3 separate regions of the Mus musculus genome follow, and all the other regions are linked to region 3. The links are chromatin contacts, called in public HiChIP or PLAC-seq and promoter capture Hi-C maps. All regions are on one chromosome and are shown on one strand. Each heading gives the region's core, a stretch centred on a gene start, on an enhancer-like site or on the middle of the called end of the contact. The rest is flanking DNA. Distances are from core to core; before and after follow the strand shown.

Region 1 (2,720 bases), core at 59-2,558, 580 kb after region 3:
TGTGTCGTGGTTCTCAGCCCAGGCAGGGACAGAGCTCACCTGCGTGTCCTGTCTCAGTGAGGAAATGGGTGTCTGTAAGGCAGCCTTGGGCTGGGGCTAGTACTCCTGGTGCGGAGCAGGCCAGGAAAGGCTTCCTGTAGCAGGTTTTGAATCTATGCATTTTCTGGGATACCAAAGGTTCAGAGAAAGGCCCTCCACTGAAAGTTCTAGCAGCGCTCCACAGCCATGCTCTGCACACAGGCCCAAACATGCTTGCACATGTACACACTTGCCCACTGACCTGTATTTTACTTGTCTATCCTACAGGAGGATGGATAGAGGGCTGGGGGAGGCCAAGGGTAGGGAGGAAGCCCCAGGCTGAGGGCAAAGAAAAGAGGCATTGTGTAGCTGGAGCAGACAGCCTCTCAGGTGACCACAAATCTTAGCTCTTAAAATTCTACAGCTGATACCATGGGCTCCAAAGACCCTAGGGGCTCCGACTAGACTCAGGTGGCTGTTGTTGATAAAGACATAAAGGATGTGAACTAAATGTATCCCCAACCAAATAAGAGGGAAACTGGAGCCCAACTTCTGGAGGGGCAGAGGCACCAGAACGGAGTCCAGAACTCCAAACCCATCCTCAGGACCCTCCGTTGTGATCCCTGGGTGTCCCTCCTTCTCCCTGTCCTATCCCTGCCGAAACATTCCACCCTTCTCAGGGCTACTTCCGGAAATAAAAAGTTATCCTCATTGCAGCCAGGAGTTTTGAAGTCAGGAGTCTGCTGTGGCCAGCACCTACCCATTCCTGGAAGGACAGGGGACTCAGACCGCCTTGTCCTGAAGTCCTGGCACCTGCTCACTCTGACCTACTTTCGGATCCCACCAGGCCAGGTGCCTGCTCTGCCGTGGCGGTGCTGGATGCCTGCAGCCGAACCGTCTCCCCCGGGGTCTCTGGCTCAGATGCTGAGACAGCTCAGTGCCCCAGCAAAGTTTTCTGTACTGGCTAAGGTCTCAATGTGGCACCTTCAGGATATTCTACCCAGGTGACAGAATGCGACCTACAAGGAGAGAAAAGTTCCCAGGTGGCTGGAGAAAGGGGTATCTAAATCTACCCACAGGGGCGGCTGGGACCCTACCGGAGGGGTCGGGTCCAGGCGAGCAGCTGGGGCTGGGGCGCGCGGCAAGGGCCAGCACGGCCAGCGCAGCCAGCGCGGCCAGCAGCAGCGGCATTGTCGGCATGGTGGGCACAGATGCACGGATGCGCGGGAGGGCGCAGTGATGTGGCACTCGGGGAGCGCGAGAGGCGCTGCTGGGCCCTTCGGCTGAGGAGGGGGGGAGGGGTGAGGAGCGGGCTCAGGAGTCGGGTTACAACCGGCAGCGCCAGACACTGGAGAAGGGATTCTAACGGGGAGGAGGAGGAAAGGCAGATAAAAGCCAACCTGCCCCCTAACCCTCCAGGAACTCCGCCTCCTAAAGAAAGGGACTTGCCCTCTTATGGGAGGCTCTGGGGAGCTAGTCGTCAAATGCTTGCTGATTTGGCCTAAAGACTTTGATTTGTGGGCGGGTGGAGACAGCATCAGAAGTAGAGATGGGTCCTGGCCCAGAGCTGACCCCAGCTGGAAGTGAGCCAGGCCTTGGTCAGAGCCAGCTAAATGAGGTTGACTGGGTCTCTCATGCCTGTCCCCTGTGTGGATTCTCTCCCAGGGAAGCTGCGTGTGGAGCCAAGGTGCTGGTACCATCGCACCCCTGCCTTGATGCTGTCAGTGCTCTGATCCTCTGTGTGGGGCTGTGTTCCAGAAAAGTCCCCCGAACTTTGATTCCACCACTTGCAGGACCCAGCAGGGACCTAGCTCAGAGGACCTTCCTGAAGGATTGTGCATCTACCCCAGAAGGTGGCCTGAAGGCAATGTCATGAGGTGGGGAGGCAACAGCCCACTGGTGACCAAACTCTAGAGACTCCTATACAGCTGGTCCCCAGCCCTCGCCTTCCCCCACTTAGAACTCACTGGGTAGATCGCTAAGGCTGCCAGCACCCAAGGAAAGATGGCCAGGAGCTCTGTGTGCTCTCCTTCTAGGCCTTACCATTTGGTGCAGGACAGACCCTGACACAGATGTCTAGCTCTGTGCAAATCTGCCTGCCAGCCCCTTCTCACTGCCCCACTGCTATGGTCCAGTCAGTGTGCACATGTCACAAGCTTGGGGACAATACCTGTGGGACACCAAGGTAGCACTTAGTAGAAGTATTTGGCCCAGATGACATTTGGGGCCATATGCCTTCATGGGCATCCTTTATCAACTGTCCTGGATAGCTGGAGGCTGTGGACAAGCCACTTAGCCTTGGGTGAAAGGTTATAGTCTGTCACTGAATGAGATCCTCCTACTCACAGGGTGCACAGTCCACTTCCATAGCTCTTCAAGTCAGAGCCCTTCAAGGTAGCAGGGCCATACCCACCTCAGCTCAGCTTTTCCCTTGCAAGGGCACTTATTGTCACACCCTCCAGTCCAGTCCGCTTGACAGGCTGAGAAGCCTAAAGCCACTCATGAGGCAAAGAGTTTCATAGAAACTCACCTCCTGGAGTTTTGGTGTTATCATTTACCCACATACTCATACTCTATTCCCGCGTTAGTCTGGTGTATGGAACTATGAGTTCTCTTTTAACCATAAAAGAGCCAGGGAATCCCACTGAGATAGAAATCTTTAGTACAGGCTACATTGCATATTAGAAGCAAGTTGGTGAATT
Region 2 (2,700 bases), core at 1-2,500, 580 kb before region 3:
CTATATCCTGTGCCCTCTAGGATACTAATGACACTTAAAAATTTCAACTCCATGCCAATGTGCCAAGAACAGAAGAAAGCAAAGTGGTTATGGAAGTAGGGAGGCATTCAACTGGACTCCTTAGATGAAATGGAGGGAAGGGGCGGTCCTGACACTGCCCACCTATGGAGTACTGAGGGAGATTTAGCCTGGCATCCTACTACACTTTAATATCAGAGCTATCCAAGACCTGTTTGGGTGAGGGACCTTCATTCTATTGGGAAGTTAGTCATTGAAACGGGGTTCATCACATTGGGCTGCTCAGGTTTGGGGTGAAAAATGGGTCAGAATTGCTGAATTGGGCCAGAATGACTAACTAGGAGGTAATAGGAGATGGTTCAGGAGCGCATGTCTGTATGTCGCAATGCTAATCTCAACAGATAGCACTTGGTTCCACTGATGGAATCAAAAATAGGTATGAACTGCGGGAAACCTTTGGTTTGGGTCCTTGTACCTATAGGCGATAAGCAGGGCGCCAAGGAACAAGGTTTCTAGGTAGTGGTCCAGACTTCTGTCCTGAACTAAAGTCCTCCTGGTATGTGGTGAATGGAAAGTGATGAATAGCATGGGCGATGGCCTGAGGAAGCGCTCCTTTAAGTATGGAGACTTTAAAGAGAAGCGAGGAAGGAGTGAGGCAGGCTCCTGCTTACTGCAGGCCTTGTCAGCGCAGATGCAGTGAATTACCAGTCGGCGGATGCCGGCCCTCTTTCCACTGGCCCTGGCATAGGCCAAGGTCACACAGCGACAGGTGAAAGGGGCACGCTCGAACCTGGACTGGGCCAAAGTCAGCAGGGCCCACTACGAGCAGGGCAAGAGCTTGGGTCTTTGGCAGGAGGCTGTACTAAAGGAACTGAGAGACCGCCAGAGTTGGAACTGCGAGACCCTCTTGGACCCCGCCCGCCTCCAGCTCCGTCCGTGCGCGGACTACAGATTCCACAGGGCCACGCGGCGCCGGACGTCACCCTAGGCACACCCTCTCCCCGCACGACTAACTGCGCGTGGCCCTACGGGAGTCGTGGTCCCGCCCCACACGCCCGGGCGGAGCCGCGGGCGGCTGGAACTACAGCTCCCGGCATGCCTCGCGCGTGGCGTCGGGGGCGGGGTCCCAGGCCAGGGGCGCGCCGCCCGGGAGGGCGGAGTGCGGGGGGCGGCCGCCCGCGCCCCTCCCCCTGCCGCTGCTTCCCCCCTCCCCCGACGTAAACTGGGATCCCTTTCCCCTTGTGTCCGCCATATTGGACTCTTAACTCTGGTCAGCGGCGGCACCGGGCCCGGTGGACTCGCGTCGCTCTCGCCAGCAGCTGCCCCTCAGATCCCGTCCGCCCCGCCCTCCCAGCCCGGGAGGAGACCCCGCGCCGCGCCCCCCGCCCGGCCGGCCGCAGCGCCCGCCGCCGCCTCCGCCTGCCCGCCGCTGCCGCCGCCGCCCGCGGCCCGGCGCCCGCCCGCGCCCCTTCCCCGCCCGCCGTCCTCCGTCCCTCACTCCCGCCATGAGCCCGGCCGACGCTAAGCGCGGAGCCAAGCGCCGGAAGAACAAGCGCGGCGGCGGCGGTGGCTCGGGTGGCGGCGGCTCGGGCGGCAAGGCCGGCTCGGCGGCGGCCCTGCGCGGCCCCCAGGCCCCGGGCCCCGGCGCGGCGGGCCTGCTGGGCGGCGCGGCGGCCCACGGGCCTCTGGGCGCGGGTGCGGGCGGTGCCGCCGGAGGCTACTTCGAGGTAAGCAGCAGGGGTCCGCGGGCGGGAGCGGCCGCCGCCCCCTCACGAGCGGCCGGGCGGGCGCGGCCGGCGGATAACGGGCCGGCGCCTGCCTAGCTGACAGCTCCTCCCGGGCGCGAGCGCGGCGGAGGGAGGGCGGCGCCGGCGGGACCCCCGAGGCACACCGACTGTGGCCTTGAAAAGTGCCCCCTAGAAGTTTCTGGGTACCGCCTGGCGCACCACGGGCGCGGCTGTCTTGCCCTCTGTGCCTGCTGCTGTAAGCTCTCGGGAGCCGCCGGGGTCTCTTTCCTCAGGAGTGTCAGCTGAGGATAGTCGCAAGGGTTGGGGTAACTATTTTTTCAGGTTTACTTACGCAGGCATGCTGTGGATGGACCGCTGTCTCTTTTATTCTGTTTCAGAAGATAGTGCTGGTACGTGGGATGCAGTTGGCATAATCGGTTCTATAGATTGGATTGGCCACCGAATGATTATGGGTTTCTCTCAAGTTGCGTTCTTGTAAGGTTGCTAAAACAAGTTATCTTCTTTTAAAAAGACATCCACAGTGAAGAAACCAAAGCTTTAAGGGGTATTTGTGTGCCAAGTCATGAGGCAGATTTTTTTTTTTTTTAATGAGATTCGGAATATTGTGTTGGCACAGTATGTATTGAGAGCAGTTGAGAAAATTGTTGGGGATGGGCATGGGTTTTGATGCTCATGTTGTTGCAAGAAAGTACAGTAATGGATAAATACTTAAGTTTTCCTTATTTGTTCCCGGTGTTCTCTGCAGTTTTGGTGCAACTTTGGGAGCTTTCTTCGCGGAGTATTGTTACATTTGTTTAGCATCTGGGGTTTGTCCTTGGGTTTGAGTTTCCAGAGTTTGGCCTTTTTCTTGACTCTGGACAGCTCTAGTTTAAAATGAGGTTGTGATTTTTCATTTTGGGACTTTGTGGGTCGCCTTTGCTTTTGCTGGAAGGGG
Region 3 (2,700 bases), core at 28-2,527:
GAAACGAAGCTGCACACTGACAAGAACACAGGGTTTACTGTCCTGGAAACACTGGAGGGACTACCAGTCGTGACTTACATTTCCTGAATTTAGGGAGGAAGTGAGTGTTAAAGGTTACAGCTATGGGGTTTTTATGATGATTTAATCTCAAGACCAAGAAGCTTGAACCAGGCTGGGGCTGGTGTTTGAGAAAAAGAGGGCCTAGGCAGTGAATTCCTGGTCTAAACTTTTTAAGTAAAATGCCCAGTTTCCTGTTTTCTGAAAGTACTTTAGCTAGTTTCTAACTGGGAATGAAACTTCTGAAGACGCTGTGGCTGCTCGGAAGTCAATGTGGGAAGGGAAGGGGAATTCTGCCCTTGACGTCTTTCACCAAAGAAAGGTCTCCTTGAGGTAGACAAGGTCCAATGTTCTGAAAAGGTTGGGCGTAGGAACTATAAAACCAGTTTGTGCAACTATTGTATCATAGCCTGAGTGGTGCTTGGGACAGGATTGATGTATTTCTCTCCATCTCAAATGCACGCCCTCAGGTAGATGACCCCTCTCCTGGCAGGTGGGAAACTTTCCTCACAAATGCATCGTGTCTCAGAGCTGCCCCTTGAAGGAGGACGAAGTGGTCTCTCTCTGCACGTGAAGAAGATCACACATCCCAGCTCTCTGCAACCATTCAAAAAAGAAACCCATCTGGCTTTTGCGATTTAGTAGGGTAGCTCAACCCCTCAGCTGGACCAAGGCGGAAGTCCCGCCCCGGCCTCCATGCTCCGCCCCGCCTCCGTCTAGCCTTAAGCCCTGGATGTTGAGCTTTCCGTTAGGTCTTCAGTCCCAGGCAAGTCCCTACTTCTTGAGCGCTTCTGTGCTAGGAGTCCGATCCCGCCTGACCCCGAGCCACTGTCCAGTAGGGCGGACTTTGCTCTCCAGGAGCCCGGCCCCCAGAAGCCGGATCCCGTTGGTCCCTGACTCCAGCTGTCCAACGACCTGATCTATCCCCTCATCCAGCTCCGTCCCCCAAAACCTGACTCCACCAAAATCCTAAACTTGGTGAATCTCGAATGAGCCCCACCAAGAGCCCAAATCACACCCTCCAAAAGCGGCTGAACTCCCCACCCTTCCAGGAGCCACACCCCCAGAAGCAGGACCCGCGGGGTCAGAGTCCCGAAGCGCACAACGGCCTGACCCGCCCCTCACGGGTCCCGCCCCCAGAGCCCCGCCCCCTAGGCCCTGGGCCCCACCCCCAGGAGTCGGAGCTCCTCTCTCAGGGGCCGGACCCTGCCCCTCCCGGAGCCCCGCCCCCGGCCCGGCGACGGCGGTGACCGTTGATGCTTTCGGCGGGCGCCCGGCGGGAGCAAGCGGCGGCCCGGTAGGTGAGCGGAGCCGGCGCGCCTCCTCGCGCGTCTTTCTTCTCTGGCGCGCGCCCCCGCCCGGCCCGGCCTTGTCCTCCTGCGGCCGTGGGGCCGAGCTCGGGCACCGCCCGCGCCTTCTTTGTTCGCGCGGGACTCCGGGAACTTGCCCGCGCGGGCTGCGGCCGGGGTCCCGCGCAGGCCGGATGTGCGGGTTCCGCAGGGCTGCAGCCCACCGGACTCGGGCGGGATCTGACCCGGCTCAGAAGCCGGCCCGGCTGGCCATGAGGGGACTTTAATGTCCAACTCAGCCCGCGGTCTCATTGTTTGGGCAGAGACCGTATCCAAGGACCCGAACTGAGGAAATGTAGGGCAAGAACGCAGGGCAGCCCACAGCGAGCGAGCATCGAGAATAGCTGGAGGGGTTAGAGCTGGGAAGTGTAGACAAGGGGGTTCAGAGTGTAGATAGAGGGGCCCCAAACCTGTGGACTGTGTGTGTGTGTGTGCGCAGAATTGTAGAGTGTAATAAGGGCTCAGCTGTGAAGTGTAGATGAAGGGGTGGTGTGTAGCTAGGGCCCAACCCCTGGAGTGTAAACAGAGGGGCTTTGACCAATAGAATACAAATGGAGGGGCCCAGGTTCCTGAAAAGGCCTCAGATGGAGTGTAGATGGAGGTCGCCCTGGTGAGGAAGCCTTGAGCCTACATCAAGCAACTGGTGTGTGGGAGAGGGGAGAGAAGCAAAATCAATTGTGAATCAAGGGCCTGCTTACATTCTAAAAGTTTCTGAAGAAAGCACAGTTGTCAGCAGGACAATTTCTCCAGAAAAACTGGGATAAAAATGTTACATCTTTTTATTTGGGGGGGGGGGGCTGGATGACAAGTACCAAGTACTCAGGCTGGCAGGATCTGGACTTCAGGCACACTGCTGGGATAGAGAAAGTCACGGGGTAGAGGGAATGGCTTAGGTAAGACTCTGGAGTAGGATGGATCTTTAAAGGATGCAAGGCCATTTCTGTGAAGTTTCTTGGAACCTACCTCAGTGGGACAAAGGAGGAGGGTTGCTTCTGACAGGAAAGATGAAAGGCTGGAGAGCTGGCAAAGGAGATCAGCAAATACCGGAGCTGAGGAAAGGCCCTCAGACTTGGGGTGGCCTGTGTGTTGCCAGTCTTGGCGCAGGAGTCAGAAGGCAGGGTTTATACTGAGTAGACCAAATTGCAGTGCATCGTGGAGTTGCCAGCTTGTGACATGAGGCACTTTGTGGTCATCCCCTGTGTCAAGGGCTGGCTCACTTTTTGCATTCTGTTTAGAACAACAACCTCAGAGGGTGGGAGCGTGGGTAGTCACAAAGGTGACACCGAGCCTGGTG

What was found. Promoter capture Hi-C pulls out the DNA fragments that hold promoters and counts their contacts. HiChIP or PLAC-seq counts read pairs in DNA pulled down with a chosen protein or histone mark.
Region 1: a contact with region 3 is called in a promoter capture Hi-C map of embryonic stem cells, with 2.4 times the contacts expected there. The contact joins the promoter of Cpz here to the promoter of Rgs12 in region 3. A contact is called at or near these places in 2 of 39 promoter capture datasets (embryonic stem cells and hippocampal neurons) and 1 of 115 datasets of contacts at active chromatin or transcription factors (large pre-B cells).
Region 2: a FOXA1 HiChIP or PLAC-seq map of pancreatic cancer cells shows a contact between it and region 3. The contact joins the promoter of Fam193a here to the promoter of Rgs12 in region 3. A contact is called at or near these places in 2 of 115 datasets of contacts at active chromatin or transcription factors (large pre-B cells and pancreatic cancer cells).

Annotation. Positions count from the first base shown.
Region 1 is chr5:35,524,318-35,527,037 of GRCm38.p6, forward strand. It overlaps Cpz (carboxypeptidase Z), which reads right to left and starts at 1,309. Exons shown (of 11, transcript NM_153107.2): 1 at 1,116-1,309. The coding sequence starts at 1,218.
Region 2 is chr5:34,368,683-34,371,382 of GRCm38.p6, forward strand. Fam193a (family with sequence homology 193, member A) reads left to right here and starts at 1,251. Exons shown (of 21, transcript NM_001243123.1): 1 at 1,251-1,745. The coding sequence starts at 1,524.
Region 3 is chr5:34,948,171-34,950,870 of GRCm38.p6, forward strand. Rgs12 (regulator of G-protein signaling 12) reads left to right here and starts at 1,278. Exons shown (of 17, transcript NM_173402.2): 1 at 1,278-1,354.